Linked DNA regions of Sus scrofa: all the other regions are linked to region 1. Evidence: chromatin contacts called from public HiChIP or PLAC-seq data. All regions are on one chromosome and are shown on one strand. The core of a region is the stretch at or near the end of the contact, and the rest is flanking DNA. Distances in the headings are between cores, read along the strand shown.

Region 1 (2,722 bases), core at 147-2,646:
GACCAGAATTGTAAAAGAGTAAGTCATGTTAGAAAATAAGTATTTTTTTATGGCTGGGCTGAAAGTTTATGCTAGGGGTGGGGGTTAGGAAGCAGAGAATAGACCATAGACATTTGCATTTGTCATGCTAACTATTTGAGATTTTAACTTGTGGCTATTACAGAGATACTGGAAAGGTAAAGATAGAGCAGGGCTTTGACGAATTGGCATCCTGGAAAGATTTCTCTGGAGAAGTGATGGGCATAGATCAGATTGTCTGGAAGTAATCACGTCAGGAGGGCCACTGCAACTGTCCAGAAGAGATCCTAAATTAAGACTGATAATGAAAATCTAGTGGAGAAAAAAAATTAGAAGGTAGATTCCCCTTGACATGTTAACCAACTGAAGTCAAATAAAGAGGGTGTGTATGTGGCATTGGGGAGAGTGAGAAAAAAGGATGAGGATGAGACCCTAAAGAAGGCTTACCTGTAGGGAACAGGGGAGTAGACAGGTAGAAGAAAAACCATTTGCAGAGGGAAAGGAAAAGCTATAGAACTAGGAAAGCATGGTATTGGGAAGTCAATATCATCTCCAACGACTTCTGTATGGAGTTTCAATAGAGTGGAATTATCCACCAACAAAAGTTCATTTTTTTCTTTAGACATATATGTATTTTTTTCACTCTGCAACTAGTAGGGCTTAATACTGATGAAACAAAACCGAGGGCTGCTGTTTTTCTCTGAGCCTCTTCCCAGGCCTCTGCTCCAGCAAGACCAAATTTATCCCCACTGTGGTGCTCTGGCAGGTCAGAAGACTGGAGAGAGAGGTAAGTGAAGGATACAACTAGATGTTTCATGTTGGTCCACTTAGCTCTCATGACAGTGGGACAAAATCCAGGCCCTCTCTGTGCTTGTTGGCAGATGAACAAACTAGAGGGAAGGCCTCTCTGAGGAGGTCTGGGGACTCTAGCAGGGAATAACTGGAATAGGTGGGAGTAAGCTTGCTTGAAGCTCTTGTACGCGGTTACAAAGTGGGACTGTGACGCTCATGAGGTGAAACTCTTGGTCTAAGCTCTCAGATCTAATGTGAGAGTTTCAGCTTTATCATTTTCTTTGTCTCTCTAGGCCTTTGCCTTAGCAAATGATTCTTATTAAAAACTGAGTATCTAAATTCTCACTTGGAAATTGAAATGATAAGTAAACAACTTCCTATTATCTTCAGCCTGCTTCACTTGAATTTGCCTACCAAGCATTCATTCTCTCTTCTGGTATCAACACCTGACTTTTCTTTGGGAAACCACCTCTGCCTCATTGCATATCGGTTGGTGAGACTGCTAGTTTTAAGAAATCCTGCTGTGCCCTAGCCGAGGAGTAAGCACATGGCGTAAGCACTAAGACTCTGAGCAAATCAGAGTGAGACAGAGGTGGAAAACATGTGGAGCTGACTCATCACAATGGCAGTGCTTTCATGAGACTGTTCACAAGGTTCTGCTCCAAGGAACTTTCTTCTCTAGAGTATCTGATTCTTATTCTTTTCTTTTTCAGGCTAAGATTTAAACCTTTCCTCCCAGTCATTTACTTTATAATTGGCTTTATTTGGACAAATTTGGTTTTCTGTATTTTTTAATTGGCTTTATTTGGACAAATTTGGTTTTCTGTATTTGCAAACAAAGGATTGCAGGAAAAACATTCTAGAAATTACCTAGTAGATTACTCAATGTAGTTATAGCTAGATTATGGGTTCATTTTATTTTTTGTTAATAAATTACAGGCTTTTTTTTTTTTTTCTTTTTAGGGCTTTTTAGGGCATATGAAAGTTCCCAGGCTAGGGGTTGAATCAGAGCTACAGCTGCCAGCCTACACCACAGCCACACCAATATGGATCCCAGCTGCATCTGCGACCTGCACTACAGCTCACAAATATGCAAGATCCTTAACCCACTGAATGAGGCTAGGGATTGAACCCACATCCTCAAGGATACTAGTCGGGCTCATTACCGCTGAGCCACCTCCTAAATTACAGTATTTTTACATGCTACAAAACTTTGGAATTTGAGCAAAACACTAATCTAATTTTCTTGTATCATGCCAACTGCAATGCAGAATTCAGAAATAGTGTAAGATTCTAAATAACACACCATGCCCAGAGAGAGGCATAGGCAGGGGCCCAGGGTATGCTAAAAATAACCTAATCCAAGTATAGGATTTCTTTTGCTAATTGAGGAGATGCCTATAAAGGATAAAAGAGTAAAGTAAAGATAAAAAGCAAATAAGAAAATGCTAATAGCTAACATATAGTTGACTTAAGGGATGTGAGAATAGATATTTTAAACAAACTTAGGTGTGATGATTGTGTTATAATTATGTAAGAAAATATTCTTTTTATTTTTTGAGATACACTGTTTTATTTAAAAGTGAAATAACATGACATCAGGAATTTCTTTAAAAGTCTTTCAGCAATAGAAACAATATCATGGAGTTCCCGTCGTGGCTCAGCTGTAACAGACCCCACTAGGATCCATGAGGAGCAGGTTCAATCCCTGGGCTTGCTCGGTGGGTTAAGGATCTAGCAATGCCGTGAGCTGTGGTGTAGGTTGCAGACGTGGTGCGGATCCGAGTTACTGTGGCTGTGGTGTAAGCCTGCAGCTGTAGCTCTGACTGACCCCTAGCCTGGGAACTTCCATATGCCATGGGTGTGGCCCTAAAAACAAAAAGAAAAAAAAAAGGGAAAAAAAAAGAAACAA
Region 2 (2,930 bases), core at 117-2,616, 180 kb after region 1:
TTTAAAGCATACTTTTAGAACAAGGCAGTTAATCAATGCTTATTTACCAGCTACTTTCAGGGTATCTAGGTAAAATCAAAACATAAATTTACAGAGAAGTAAGTAAAAATTAAAGCATAGTGGAGCAAGGAGTTTTTATCCTTTTTTTTTTTTTTTAACTTATTATTTGTAAGAGGAAACTAGGGAAAATGAATCTTTAGGTGGTGATTTTTTTTTTTCCCCTCATTGAATCTTCTGAAATTGCACAGCCTTAAAATACCATGACATTTCAAAGGTGATGGTCCTTCTCTGTTGTTACTTCAACCAAGTATATCTCCTGAAGTATAGTTAATGAAAGAAGTTAATAACAACTCTGAAACAACTTTGCAAGTGGAGTCAATTTGGTAGTGATAGCCTTCAGTTTACTTACCTTTTTTAATAGCTATTAAATCAATTGGGGTTGATGATGTGTTTAAACAGAGTCCCACCTCTTTTGCAAGTATATTCCAAGTATATTCCATAGTTTCATTGACATAGAGAAACAGCTAGATGGTAATACTTCTGTGTTTTGAGCATTTTGTAAATGTTTTCCTGCAATCATTTTTACAAGCTGCTTCAATTGTGAAGTAGCAGTGCTATCAAAATAGAGTGGAACTGTTTCACTTCAAATGTCTCATAAAAAAGCAACCGTTTTAAAATTTCATAATAAAATTAAAATATTTTATATTGAAACAGAGAGGGGGAAGTATGTTTTAAAAACAAAAATAAAATCATTTTGTGCTTTATCAATATGGAAAACATTTGTAATATTCTTTTGGTTTCTTGAATTAGCATCATTCTTTTCCTCAGATAGTGTGTTTATTACCCCTGAGAAATAACTGGAGAAAAAAAATTAAGTCTATTTTTCCCTTTATGGGTGGCTTTAAAGTTAATGGAAGTTACACCCACTCATACTGGAGAGGAAATGTATGAAAAAGAATATTTCTGACAACTCTCTTGGATCTTTAATTTGGCAAAAACTGGGTTTTTAAGGATATGAGTAGTTGGGTTGCATGCCCTTTGAGGGCAGATAGCTAAATAATTTTTAGCTCACTGCTCCTCATCTCTCTGTTTCATAAAAGATTGTTTTTGCTCAAAGAGAATGAAACTATAAAAGCTATACTGATTTTTCAGCATTGCTCTTCTCAAGAGGGTAAACTGATAGACTAAGAGAGAAAGATATATAAAGAAGTAGATTTGCTCATTGGTGGGACTCTTAATGAGAAAAAAAATGGTTTGAAGTCGTTCAGAGGAAAAATAAGAGTGTCGGGAAGCAGTCCAGTTCGGATTCTCTTTGAAAAGTATGACTCCTGCTTCCTCAAATGTTTCTTTAGTTTTCTTGCTGACTTCTGCTTTTGTTGGCACTGTCAGATTTCTTTCTTGACCACGTGGCAGTTAAGGACTTCAGAGATGACTGACATAAGTGCTCACCTTAAATAGAGGTTTCACTAACCCTCTGACTTATGAACACGTGTCAGAACTATATATTATGTCCTGTGAGTCGCTATTACAATATGTGACATATGGTGAAAACAGACTAGCTGTAAAACATCCTTCAACTTTTGGTACATTATTATATTGGCTTCCTTATTGCTTGGTATTGTCAGCACTTCTATGACATTCTCTTGTATTATCCATGTTGTAATCACCCCTAATCCCAAATTTGCACTAGGCTGCAACTAAAAAAAAAAAAAAAAAAATGGAAAAAAATTTTGCAGGGGTGGGGGCAGATAAGGGTGGCAGGTCAACATTCTTTTGATTTTTCATTCCTCTATGTATTGATAATAGGAACTTTGGCTATCTCAGTAAATGTGAATTAAACGAAACAGGATTATTTAGCTCTGTGTTCTGTAAGCTCTGCTTATTCATTTGTGTTTTGCAATCTTACTGTCTTAAGTATCTTTTTTTTCAGTTTTCTGATGTCCTTTTCAGGGTGAAATAGAACTAACTTCTTTTTCTATTGGATCTTGTATACCTTCTTATCAAAGAATTTATATGCATTTTATTGAGATCCAGTGACACTGAGACCCTGAATCATCGCTTAAAGCAAAGAGGGTTATTTTAAAAAATAAAACAGTGATTTATTAAACTGGTTTTTTGACTCATAAAGGGAACATAGGACTTGCTCTAGGTTTATCCAGATCACCCATGGTTATCATTTGTGTTCACTGGTTTCCAAGAAAATGTTTATAAGCAGGCCTGGAAACTACTGACATATTTATGATATGTAAACTTTGCTTTTACATTTCCTTTTACATATGTATTTTAGATTATTTTTATTTTTAAAAAGTATTAAGGAGAGGATCATAGCCTTTGCATTGAAAGCAATAGCCAGTATTATATTTATTTTAATTCCGAAGGTACATGGTGTTTTTTTATTTTTTTGTTTTTCTTTTTGCTTTTTAGGGCTATTCACAGGTTAGGGGTTGAATCGGAGGTACAGCTGCCAGCCTACACCACAGCCACAGCTGCCAGCCTACACCACAGCCACAGCAATGCCAGATCCGAGCTGTGTCTGTGATTTACACCGCAGCTCATGGCAATGCTGGATCCTTAACCCACGGAGCGGGACCAGGAATCAAACCCTCATGCTCATGGATACTAGGCGGATTTGTTTCTACTGCACCACGATAGGAACTCCCAATTCTGAAGGTCCATGATGTTTTGATCCTTTATAATACATTACTTTATGTAATTGTTAGGACCCAGTGATATGGATTTCTGGATCCATTTTTACCAATTTCTTCTATCTACCTCACGGATTACTAATATAATAGTAAAACAAATCATTTGTAGAGTTCCCATATAATCCTTCCTGTGTAGTCCCAGAACTTTATAAAACCTAACAGATTCTTGAAGAAAGAGTTAAAATGAGGAGTTCCCGTCATGGCTCAGTGGTTAACGAATCCGAC
Region 3 (2,917 bases), core at 152-2,651, 240 kb after region 1:
TTTCTGGCTGAGGACTTCCAGTTCATGTTTCTAAACCACATTCTTTGTTGGGTATATGGGGACAGGTATTGCCATTCTTGTAATTTAGTTTGTAAACCCAAGCCTTAGGCAATATTCTGCACTTGTTTCTATCTAGTGCCTCCTTTGTAAGGCAACCACTGGCCCCTTTAGAGAGGGCAAGTTAGGACTCCTGGTTTCTGTGATAATCCATGCTTCGAAAATCTGTAAAAACGAAAGGTAAATTTAGCTATCTCCAGTCTAAGGAATATGAGTGTTTTCGTAGCGTGTGTGTGTGATATAATCCTTTTTTTTCCTTTAATCTTCTGGCTGCACCCATGGCATGTGGAAATTCCAGGGACAGGGATGGAACCCTCACTATAGCAGTGGCCTGAGGCACAGCAGTGACAGTGCTGAATCCTTAACCTGCGGCACCACCTGGGAACTCCTTAATTCCTTTTAACTAATGACAACCCTTCAGGGATGAAGAATACCACATAAGATTCAGATGAAAATGTTTTGCAGCTGAAGGCTGGGTGGTAAAAATCTACAGAGCTTGTGAATGGGAGCCAGAAAACATGGGCTTGGTTCCCAACTCTGCCACTTCCTGTGCAGTGTCCTGGGCATGTCAGTTTATCTGAGCCTCAGTTTCTTTCTTCATCAATAATATGAGATGGGCTTATATAAAATCACTTCTAGGCATATGGTATATAGATCTATAATCATACTTTCTTGTACGTCTTTCTTGTACATCTGTTTCCTAGCACCTTGTAACTAAGAACATTGTAGAGGCAGAGGAAGGGCACAAGTGGAATTACACATCTTCCCATTTGTACTTGACAAAGCAGTACACCCCACCCAAGTATTTTATTTTGTAATAAAATTCTTTAGGGCAAATATTTACTGATTTATTCAATGGCAGTGTTAGTATTGTTTTTGATTTACCATCTTTCTTTACATGACATCAGATTTTGGTAGTCAAATGTTGCACTTGGGCCAGATTACCTAGCTGTTTATGTTCCTTTAGCATTCTTAAAATGCACCCACATCAATACTGAGCTCTCTTATATGTCTGCTCTTTTTTTTTTCCTTTTTCTTTCTCTCTTTTTCTTTCAGTAAGTCTCCTTCCGTAAAGAAATATGATAGTAGCCAAAGAGGCTTTTTGTTGTGTTTTAAAAATCTGCCTTCGAAGAACCCTTAAAGTACATTAACCTGATACCCATACACGAATAGTGACAGGCTTTCTCTGCACCCCTGAGTCCCCAGTCAGGACTAAAGTTCCACAGCAGCCCAGGCTGCTTTCAGACAGATTGTTTGGTGAGGGTATGGATCTGTGTGACAAGCTCAGACTCCAGTAAGGAGCTTTCTTTTCCCTCTTCTCAGCTATGCTCTCCACAGCTCTGCTCTCCCTTCCTTTCCCCTTTCCTACTCACCCCACTTCCCTTTCTCTTCCTCCTCTGCCTTCTTGCCCTCTCCTTCCTGTTTTAGTATGTGGGGAAGGAGGGGGAGGCCTGCGTGCTTCCTTGCTATGTAGGAACGCCCCATGCTCTTCTGTCCTCTCCCCCTGAAGATTTCCTCCAGTGCTACTTACTATCTGATGTCCCCAGCGTTCTGATGTCCCAACCACTGCTTCTGTAGTAAAGCAAGATGCTGCCTTTTTCAGAACTTCTTTGGACTTTTTGGATATTCTTCAAGTCAAATAACTTTTCCTCTTTCACAAAAATCCATAGATAGGCAATTACAACAGCACTGTGTATTGGGAAAAGTTTTGCTTCCTTGCTTATATTTTTAGATTTTGCTCTTTGGTAGTTGAAATAGTAAAGTTTAAAAATGGATTTTTAAAAAAAATTTTTAATTGTTATTTCCCCAATACAATTTTTTTTCTACTGTACAGCGTGGTGACCCAATTACACATACATGTATACATTCTTTTTTCTCCCATTCTCATGCTCCATCATAAGTGACTAGACATAGTTCTCAGTGCTACACAGCAGGATCTCAGGGTTAATAGATGCAAACTATTGCGTTTGGAATAAAAAAAATGTTTTTTACAACTAAAACGATGGTTTGTAATGGGAACCAGAGGTATGGTTACAAATACGTAGTGATGTATTCATCTCGGTTTTATCTTTCTTGCCTTACCTTGAGTCTTAGGACTTCTTGTTGTAGAAAACTCACAGCTTTCCTTCTAGTGCCCTTCTGTGGGAGGGAAGAAGTGAGAAGAAATGAAACTTCCCCCTGCTGCTTTTAAAAAGCCTGACTTATATCAGAGAAGGGGGCTAACCAAGTGTTCAACATAAATGGCAAGGGTAATCAGTTGAACGTTATGCGGTAAAGATACTTTTTCCTTTAAAGTGGCATATTTTGTAACTTCAGTAACTTGATGGTGCAAAATTTGCTAATGACAGGCAACCCCCTGATAAATATGAGGCTGTAAAATTAGAAGAAATTTGTTTACATGTGGGACAAAAATATTTTTTAGTGGTAACTTAAAATGATTTTTGAAAAAGAGGTGCTACCGCTTGGTGTTTGATCCAGTGTGACAATTTTCCTTCAAGATCCTTATGAAAGTTTCAGTGCCAGAATTTCACACATATATATTCAGAGATAAATGTTTTTAAGATGATAAGCTTCCTTTAACAGAATCACAGCATCACTTAACTCAAATTAAGTACTGGTAATGTGCAAAAAGTAGTTTTTCAGTCTGTGTTCACCCACAGATCTGAAATATATATATATTCATATATATTTTCATATTCTTTTTTTCCAAATGGGTAGATCTCTTTAGTTCAATGAGCTAAATTTCAATCCATTGGAGGCTTTGATGGTTCTATTCTGAAACCTGGTTCTATTCTGAAACATGATAACTATATATATATAAATATATATATAATTACACAACAATATAATATATATAATT
Region 4 (2,859 bases), core at 189-2,688, 200 kb after region 1:
ATTTCCCATTGACTTAACGTTCAATTTTTCTCTTCACTGTTTTTCTTGGGTGACATTGGGAATTTTTACCATCTGATGAAGGCAGATGTATTTTCAAATAAAAATGTCTTAAGCATTTGTTCTTCCTACTACTTCTTTCTTTGGCAGAATATTCATATAGTTGATAAATAGTTTGCTTTCTTTAAATACCTTTTCATATAATCTTTGTAGCATGTTTCATGGGTATTTTAACCTACTTTTATGGTTTTTCATGAAATAAGGTATTTTCTAAATATGTTATGCTGAATTTAACTGAAATAAGCAGTTGTACTGTATGCCTTTAGAATGATGATGATATCTTGCATTTTAGGGTAACACTTCCATCCTGAAAGATTCCAAAGCACACTGCGAATGGTTACAAATTATACAGTGAAGCACAGTCACCATTGCAGAGTGAAGCATGGCAGCTGTTTAACAGCTCATCACAATGCTACACAGCAAGTTAGGGAAGGAAGTGAAGAATAATACTGGATTCACTTGAAAAAATTGCTAGGGGGGTGAGGTAAGCAGAATGTAATTACCTAAGTTGGAATTTATCCAGGACGTAAGGCTAACACCTCCAGTCTTAGAAGAGGAAGCTCTAATTCTCCAATAACCATGTACTTGCTTTCAACGTAAGTGAATTGCAAAGGTACTTCTATTCTCTTCATACCATCAAGGTATAATCTGACTTTTCCAACTGAGACTTTAAAAGGGAAAAAAAAATCCTTCTTCAGAACCCACATGGTCATACTGACTCAGGGATGAGACAGATAGGTTTCTATTTGTGTTCTATCTTTGCTTTGTAGTGACTGTTTGGAAATTGTTGAGGACTCTAAGGCCATATTCAAGATTAAAAAAAGAACTTCAGGATCGATTAGTGATCTCTGCTGTAAACATAAGAGAAGTAGTCCTTAACTTGTGTCATATTTTTGTCACCCTAGCACTACTTACTACTTAGCTGCTATTTTCTTGGGATGAATTACTCTTAGTTCTTTTCAGACTTTCTGCTTATTTTTAATTACTGCTGCAGGCATATTTAAGATTTCCTGAAAAAAAAATTTAGGGGAACGGGACATTGACCATTTGTTAGTAATTATGATTGGTGGGGCTAGTGATAAAAAGATATAACTTTAGGTCAAAAATTTCAAAGCAAAAAATATCCAGCAGAGGAAGCAGTTTGGTGTCAGGCTGGGTTTTCATCTAGGAAAGTAATCAAATCAACATCTTGAGGGAGCAAACAGGAATTAAGGTCAGGAACACAAGATAGCAGGAACATGTTATCAAATCAAGGTAAGAATTAGATCAGAGTTAGGTTCTTTTGAGGAATGTTAGAAACTGAAGGTAACAGGACCAAGCAAACCATGGGCCCTGGGCCTGAGGGCAGCACCAGGGATAGCTCCCAGTGCTGGTGGCTTCTCCTTGGCTCTTTGGTTCTTTCTCTTTCAGTTCTGCCCCTCAGTCTAGTGCATCCTGCTTTGGCTTAGTAATACAATCAGTCTGTAAAATGAAGATGAACCCTTTCATCCTATTAATGTTCATATTAGTGATAAGCAGGTACTGTATAATTCCTTCATTCTTTTACACACCTTATTTAATCTACTTAACCTTATGTTGGTATTATAACTCCCATTTAGGTATGAGAAGATGAAGTTAAGTAATTCACCCAATTTCACATTTCAAATCAAGCTTGGAACCCTGAGTCAAATGTTGATCTGTCTGGTTCCCAAGCTTGTGCTCATATGACTGTACCATAAAGTTACACAAGAATGAATCATTTGTGTGGCACTTGCTTCTATAAAGCAGGGTTACTCTAGGATATTCTGGGGTTTTAGAGCACAGCTGAGAAGGAAATTTGAAATACTTTTAGTATCAGGCTAGAGTATGGATAATTTGTTTGTTCTTCTGTGCTCCAGAAGAATTACTGGTAGAGTTGTTAGAAATTATAGATTTTTGGTGGTCTTCCTGTTGGGATTATGGAAGTATTCAAGCAAAAGAACCGTGTGTCAGCTTGTTTAGACAGATTTTGCATTTCTGTGAATTTTGTGAAAGTGACTTTTAAGTTATATTAAATTCTGTGATGTTTTGATTTAGGTCCTATATCTCTGACATATTCTTTATTTCCCTCAATACATGATGGTATGAGTTGCTGTAAAAGATCTTCATCAACTCTGATTCAAATAATTTGGAAAATTAAGCTTGCTTTTCCACATGCCCCTGCATCTAATATAAAAATTCAGGATCTAAAAATTATATATCATCTTTCAATCTCTATAATCTAAATATGGATATAGATTGTATTTCACCCTCTGGGTGTTGGCTTCCTTTTCATTCTTAGGAATGTCCAGGAAGGAACTCTAAATCTTTTCTGGTCAGTTGTCCAACATGATAAAACAGGCTTGGTTTAAGTAATCCTTTAAAATTCTAAATAGAATAACAACCTTTTCATTTGATGAAAGGCCATATTGGAAAAAAAGACACCTTTTTTTTAAAAGTTATCTACATTTTATAATAATTTAAATACTTTCTAATGGGAATAAAAATCCAGTTTTACATCTGAGTTCTTGTAAGTCCAGTTTATGCCTGAGACAAATTAAAACATTCAGGTTATAATATTCCTAAATATGCCTTATAATGGGATAAATGACAGATCTTTAATCATAGTAATGCTATTATATCTCTTATACTCTGTAAGTTGTTATCTATTACTGTACCTTTGTGATAGAAAAAATAATATTCTATCTTTATGGTAGAAAAAATAGTCTACTTACATGGCTTTAAAATCTTTATAGATATGTAATTTTAAGAATTTTTAAAAGTAACTGAAAAGTAATCTCATGA
Region 5 (2,867 bases), core at 338-2,837, 170 kb before region 1:
AACATACAAAATACAAAGACATGCACCTCTGGGAGTGTGGATGTGGCAACTCTTGTGGTGGCTTTTCCCTCCTCTGAGTGCAATTGCCAGTGAGTCTTGCATTCAAAGTCTTGCTTTAGGCACACATTTCAAAGCACAGTTCAAAGCAGTTTATCTTAATATAAGTAAAAGTCTAGTGTTGGATCAGGGTGTTATTTGTTTCAGATTTCATCAGACTGAAAACAGGGGGCTGTAACATATTAACAATATTAAAGCAGAAAATTTTGGCATGAGGCTGCTCTTCAGTCCTCTTGACACCTCCACCTTTACCTTTGCAAGAAAGCCCAAAGGCAGTGGGACTGAAAGTTTATTTGTGCTCTGAGGTTCTCAAGCACTTTCACTCTTAAAACAACAACAACAACAACAACAACAAAAAAACCTCACAGTTCTTTAAGAAACTGAGCCTGAACCACTGGAGGCTAAGAGATTTCTTCCTTTTCCTATAAATGCCTGTGCTCAGCATCCTCAAATTTGGCTGTCTTTATTTACTTCTATATTAGTTCCAATTATGTGCAGTGTAAACCAGCTTTTTGATTAACAAAACAGCAGAGCATTGGTTAAGAACACTTAAACTTCAAAAAAAATTCCCCTGGGAAGTGGGCTCTGAATTGGTTAATAATGTGCAGTACTTGCTAAATTGCTGACTTCCAGATGTGGAAAATATCTTTCTTGTTTAGGACCTATGTAACCTGATTGGATTACGACAGAAGCGTCACGTTGGAAGCTTTTGAGTGATTATTTAATTAACCATACAGTAGAAAGCTGTATTCTCCAGGAAATCCCTTCCATATTTACATAACCAATCCCTTCAGAGCAAAGGTGGAGTCTTTTCTTTTTAATTTTACTTTAATTGCAATATCAAAAAATGTATACTCCAAAACTTAGACCCCATGCCGTTTAATATCATGCTCATCCTTCCCTGCTAAGTTCCTCTATGGCCTTTCTCCTATTCCTCCTGCCTCCCTACACACACACACACACACACACACACACACACACACTCCCTCACTTTGTAGTGAGGTCTCCGTGAGATGTAGAGAGACTCAGAGATCGAGGCAACTCAGCCCGCTATGTTAATTCACTTAGAGACCCTTTTTAAAAATGCCAAACCACTTTTTAGTATTGGGATCCAATCCAGAAATTCATCACACACACACACCCCCAACACACACCCTAAAATGCAGTTCACATGCAACATTTTTTTTTTCTGGCTCTGGCATCTAAAAAGACAAAAAAATAAGAGAAAGGGCAAAAAATTTAGTTCCAGAAGCTGTGCTGAGAAATCCACACAACTTAATGTGCATCTCAAATCTGGTCATTAGAGATATCTGTATAAGAAGAAGCGATCTGGATTGAAGAACCGGGATCTTTCCCTTTAACTTTCGCCCCTTAAGAGTTCTCCAGTTCTGTGAATGGTGTGCACCGTTTTCCGCCCTGTACTCTGTAGGATTTAGTGATGAGGAGATGAGGATAATGATGCCAAAGGCTTTACGGGGGGGGGGGGGGCGTGGAGAAGGGAGGGAGGGAGGCGAGAGGGAGGGAGAGAGGAAGGGAGGGAGGTGGAATTTCATTTCTTCCACTAAAGCGTTTGCGGAGACTTCAAGGTATAATCTATCCCAGATCCTTTCCCAGAGAGAAACTTGGCGATCACGTTTTCACATGATGCTCACGCTCAGGGCGCTTCAATTATCCCTCCCCACAAAGATAGGTGGCGCGTGTTTCAGGGTCTCTCTCTCTCCTACAGAAAAGAAAAAGAAAAAAATGTCATTAGAAGAGGCGTAACACGTCAGTCCGTCCCCAGGTTTGTGTTTCCTGGAGTGGCCGAAAGAGATCAGTTCTAACCTGCTCCGCAGGAATAACGGTCCTGCCTCCCGACACTCTTGGCGAGGTTTTGTACAGTTTGCTCCGGGAGCTGTTTCTTCGCTTCCACCTTTTTCTTCCCCACACTTCGCGGCTTCTTCATGCTTTTTCTTCTCACCATTTCTGGCCAAAACTACAAACAAGACTTCGCAGGTAGGTTTTTTTCCCCCTTTTCTCTCTTTTTATTCCTTTTTGGCATGGTCATCCCCCACCCTCCTTTCATGATTTTCTCCTTTTAAGTGAGGATGGGAGTCTGAAGTGCGAAGGAGTGTCTGTGGGTAGGAATTTCAGGTGGGTTTAGCTCCTTTACGGCAAGCTTTTCCCAAGAGTGACTTCTTGGATTTCTCTCTCACTCCCTCTCTCTCTCCTTCCTTTTCTCTTTTTTCCTCCTCCAAATAATTTGCCCTGTACCTGTCCATTCAGGTAACCAAAGGTGCCTTTTGCTACCCAGCCTAGGAAAAGTTTTATTGAGAACTATGTGGTTGGAATAAAAACTCTTCAGGGGGAGAGGTTCTGCTCTATTGTCATGTCTAATTCCAATTCATTGTATTCAGCAATTAAAACTTGGCAAATACCTGTTAATAATTACAAAACTTGATGGATACAAACCTACCAAATTCGGGAGCAAGTCTTTCTCTTAGATATGGCAGTCCAACCTTTTCTACCGAAGAAGGCTGTTTTCTAAGCAGAAAGTTGCTTGTTTTTGTCTGCTTAGCGAGTTTCATTTCTTTATTTCATTCTTTGTGTGTGTGTGTATGTGAAGTAACACCTCACTTCTGTGATGATAAATAAAGAAGTGAAAGTCCTCATGGAACTTGAGTCGTTTACCAAAGTAGTGGGGGGGGGGGTCACTACAGTTGGGAAGAAAACTGTCAGGATATTAGAGTTTTAAATTAGGGATAACTTTTGAAATTGTATTTCAAATGGCAAAGTAATATAGACATGGATTTCACAGGAGACACATACAT
Region 6 (2,700 bases), core at 143-2,642, 140 kb after region 1:
GTTCTTTTGTGGTGAAGTGGGTTAAGGATCTGGTGTTGTCGCTTCAGTGACTTGGATTGCTGCTGTGGCGTGGGTTTGACCCCTGGCCCAGGAACTTCCTCATGCCACAGTTGCAGATAATAATGATAATTGTTATTATTATTATTATTATTATAAAGCAGTGATATTGTGAACATGAAATTAAACCAAATGAGATAAGGTATGTAAGGAGCCTGACATAATGTCTGGTACAATGTTATGCCTCATACATTGTACAGCATTTCTTTATGTGTATTTAACACTGTACAATTTTCTCTCATCCTACATTACCTCATCTTTCAATTGAAACTCAGTAGCGATCAAGAAAGGTGGTGATAACATCTTTCTTAAACATGAGAAGGTTGAGTTTCAGAGAGTGATTAGTTCAGTATCATATGGCTATTTATGCTTAGGTTTTCTGATTCCTAGACCAGAAGCATTAGCCTTTTACCCACTTTATTTAAACTTCTAACTTCCTCATACACTTCTTTAAGTTTCTAGCTATAGGTTTAAGGGGTTAAGGGAGCCAGTGCTTTAATGGAATTCTTGATGCTTTTAAGTCTGTGTGCAAATGAAATAGCCTACTTAAAGGCTTTGGAAAATAATTTCAAATGCTAAACAAACACATGAAATTTAAATTTTAAAAAATTATTTTGTTATCACATTTATTTTCTTAATAATCACATTTTCTTTATTTTGTGGTAAATCAGAAACATCTAGAAAACCATCAGTTCCAAAAAAGAAAAGAAAAACTTCCTATAGTCATTTTTCTGTTCTAGTTACTGTATTAGCCTTGTTCAAATATTCTCTTAATGGCAAATTCTGTATTGCTCCTAAGGCTTTTGTTGAAGAATTCCTGAGAATTATAGCTCCCTATTTTTTGTTGGAGGAACTAATTTTATTAACATGTGGCAATTAAACTGACACTAGGAATTATGAGCAAATAATGTAGGGCACTGCAACATTGCAAGATTATCTTTTTTTTTTTTTTTAAGTTCACTGAAAGAAAACATTTCCAATAACTGTTAACAACTGTAGAAAATCTTGTGAAAAATTGATGGAAAGTACTCCACTCTTCTGCCATACCTGGGATTTAAAAAAGAAAGTTTGGACCACATATATACAGGATACCCCCCTCTACCTCTGTAAACTTCCTTCAATGTAAAGAGCTCAGGCAGGTGTTATTAATAAAAAATAATAATAAAAAACCCTTCTATTTTAAATAAGGATGCTAGTCTGCCAGCTTTGAAGCTCACACATACTCTCTAACTTATCCCAGCTTTTGCTCATCTGGTCTGTAAATGGCTCCTTTCATGTGGTCAGCCCACGAGTCGTGCGTAGTGCCGCTCAATCACGCCACTGTACGTCGCCATCATGAGGGTGGTTTGCATGATTTGCATTTCCTGTACTGTTTGAGCTTCAATGAGCTCCAAGCGCCACGTATGAAGAAACCACTGCCAAATAATGCAATGATTTTAGTCGAACCAGATGAGCTTGTGCTGGAGTCAGACTACCAAGTGGAGTTGGGAGGGGAAGGGGTGTTGTCAAGATTTCCTGTTAAAAAGGATTGCTCAAGATGTCCATACATGCAAGATGTGAATTTCTTAGCAAATCTGGCCATGGAATATAAGAAGGTTACTTTTAGGAAGATACGGCCGAAGTGCTGTGGTAAATAACCATATATATGTTAGTCTTAGAAAATTCAGTGTTTTATATTTTAGTGAACATCATGATGCCAATGTAATTATTTATTGTGACAATAATACATTTTGATGACATTAATTTCTAACCATACAGAGTTAAATTTAGCCAAAATTAAATTGATTATATTGATTACTTGTCCCCTTGTCCTGTGAAAGAAAGCTTATATTTTATTAAAAAGATGATCGATAAATGCTGTCGGACAACTATGACAGAAATGGCATAGTAGTGGGCCAATGAATAGCTACTAAAGTGGGGAAGGGAGGAAAAAAAAAAAAAAAAAAAAAAAAAACCTTGTACCAGATACTAGTCTTCATGAAAAACATAGACAGATGGGGAGACAGACCTATATGATGCCACAAATAGATGAATATCTTGTAAGGATTTCAAGCAAATGTTGAATGATCCAGTGAAATTTTAAAAGTTGGTTTAAAAGTATATCTTCTGCTTAAAATAGTGTTTATTCTGCTCACCTGAAACCCAACCTGTAAATTGTGCATGAAATGTTTTATCAATATTCGGCAAAAATAATATAGACTGAAACTATATAATGACAGAGGTATTAAAAAGCATCTCAGTAATATCATCACTTTAATTTTCTTAGACGTCTTGTACTCAGATATGCTATCATAATACCTGCAAGAAAAACCAGCAGTAATTCTGTTAACCATTAATTAATAATAGTCTCAAAAGTTTCCATTCTTGAATAGAGACAATTGAAGGATACTCTCTTTTCCTATATAATGTATATGTCATAAAAATGTACCTAATAACTAGCTGTGGATGCTACTCTATAGTTTAGTACCAGTTCACTTGATTATATCATACCAGTTAATCAGTGTCTATCATGTGTCCCCAACAGCAGTTTTAAAATATTCTAAAGGGGAGCTTCGAAGCTATAGGTACTTAATTGAGGAAATTACTGTGCTATTATTTATATTAAGAAAAGGTAGGAACCTTATCTGGATGAAAAAATAATGT

What was found. HiChIP or PLAC-seq counts read pairs in DNA pulled down with a chosen protein or histone mark.
Region 2: an H3K27ac HiChIP or PLAC-seq map of alveolar macrophages shows a contact between it and region 1. The contact joins two enhancer-like sites. A contact is called at or near these places in 1 of 5 promoter capture datasets (fetal liver) and 1 of 2 datasets of contacts at active chromatin or transcription factors (alveolar macrophages).
Region 3: an H3K27ac HiChIP or PLAC-seq map of alveolar macrophages shows a contact between it and region 1. The contact joins two enhancer-like sites. A contact is called at or near these places in 1 of 5 promoter capture datasets (liver), 1 of 47 Hi-C or Micro-C datasets (embryonic fibroblasts) and 1 of 2 datasets of contacts at active chromatin or transcription factors (alveolar macrophages).
Region 4: an H3K27ac HiChIP or PLAC-seq map of alveolar macrophages shows a contact between it and region 1. The contact joins two enhancer-like sites. A contact is called at or near these places in 1 of 5 promoter capture datasets (liver), 1 of 47 Hi-C or Micro-C datasets (embryonic fibroblasts) and 1 of 2 datasets of contacts at active chromatin or transcription factors (alveolar macrophages).
Region 5: a contact with region 1 is called in an H3K27ac HiChIP or PLAC-seq map of alveolar macrophages. The contact joins the promoter of ZEB2 here to the enhancer-like site in region 1. A contact is called at or near these places in 2 of 5 promoter capture datasets (fetal liver and skeletal muscle), 18 of 47 Hi-C or Micro-C datasets (blood, embryonic fibroblasts, epiblast stem cells and 11 more) and 2 of 2 datasets of contacts at active chromatin or transcription factors (alveolar macrophages and skeletal muscle).
Region 6: an H3K27ac HiChIP or PLAC-seq map of alveolar macrophages shows a contact between it and region 1. The contact joins two enhancer-like sites. A contact is called at or near these places in 1 of 47 Hi-C or Micro-C datasets (embryonic fibroblasts) and 1 of 2 datasets of contacts at active chromatin or transcription factors (alveolar macrophages).

The regions. Positions count from the first base shown.
Region 1 is chr15:7,671,600-7,674,321 of Sscrofa11.1, forward strand. No RefSeq gene overlaps it. Among named protein-coding and RNA genes, the nearest start is that of GTDC1, 56 kb to the right of the region's middle. Within about 2 kb of position 1,397, at least 6 of the 83 cell types and tissues checked have an H3K27ac peak or open chromatin away from gene starts, as enhancers often do. A contact at or near this core is called in alveolar macrophages and retroperitoneal adipose tissue, where this site is marked.
Region 2 is chr15:7,854,310-7,857,239 of Sscrofa11.1, forward strand. The region is part of intron 6 of GTDC1 (glycosyltransferase-like domain-containing protein 1); the gene reads left to right. The region is part of intron 1 of LOC106508109 (a long non-coding RNA gene); the gene reads right to left. Among named protein-coding and RNA genes, the nearest start is that of GTDC1, 130 kb to the left of the region's middle. Within about 2 kb of position 1,367, at least 2 of the 83 cell types and tissues checked have an H3K27ac peak or open chromatin away from gene starts, as enhancers often do. A contact at or near this core is called in alveolar macrophages, where this site is marked.
Region 3 is chr15:7,908,795-7,911,711 of Sscrofa11.1, forward strand. All of the region lies in intron 7 of GTDC1 (glycosyltransferase-like domain-containing protein 1), which reads left to right. Among named protein-coding and RNA genes, the nearest start is that of GTDC1, 180 kb to the left of the region's middle. Within about 2 kb of position 1,402, at least 4 of the 83 cell types and tissues checked have an H3K27ac peak or open chromatin away from gene starts, as enhancers often do. A contact at or near this core is called in alveolar macrophages, where this site is marked.
Region 4 is chr15:7,876,158-7,879,016 of Sscrofa11.1, forward strand. The region is part of intron 7 of GTDC1 (glycosyltransferase-like domain-containing protein 1); the gene reads left to right. All of the region lies in intron 1 of LOC106508109 (a long non-coding RNA gene), which reads right to left. LOC110256946 (a long non-coding RNA gene) reads left to right here. Exons shown (of 2, transcript XR_002339029.1): 2 at 350-2,859. Among named protein-coding and RNA genes, the nearest start is that of GTDC1, 150 kb to the left of the region's middle. Within about 2 kb of position 1,439, at least 5 of the 83 cell types and tissues checked have an H3K27ac peak or open chromatin away from gene starts, as enhancers often do. A contact at or near this core is called in alveolar macrophages, where this site is marked.
Region 5 is chr15:7,497,292-7,500,158 of Sscrofa11.1, forward strand. ZEB2 (zinc finger E-box-binding homeobox 2) reads left to right here and starts at 1,588. Exons shown (of 10, transcript XM_021076506.1): 1 at 1,588-2,052. LOC110257199 reads right to left here. Exons shown (of 2, transcript XR_002339482.1): 2 at 1,939-2,032.
Region 6 is chr15:7,813,314-7,816,013 of Sscrofa11.1, forward strand. The region is part of intron 5 of GTDC1 (glycosyltransferase-like domain-containing protein 1); the gene reads left to right. Among named protein-coding and RNA genes, the nearest start is that of GTDC1, 86 kb to the left of the region's middle. Within about 2 kb of position 1,393, at least 5 of the 83 cell types and tissues checked have an H3K27ac peak or open chromatin away from gene starts, as enhancers often do. A contact at or near this core is called in alveolar macrophages, where this site is marked.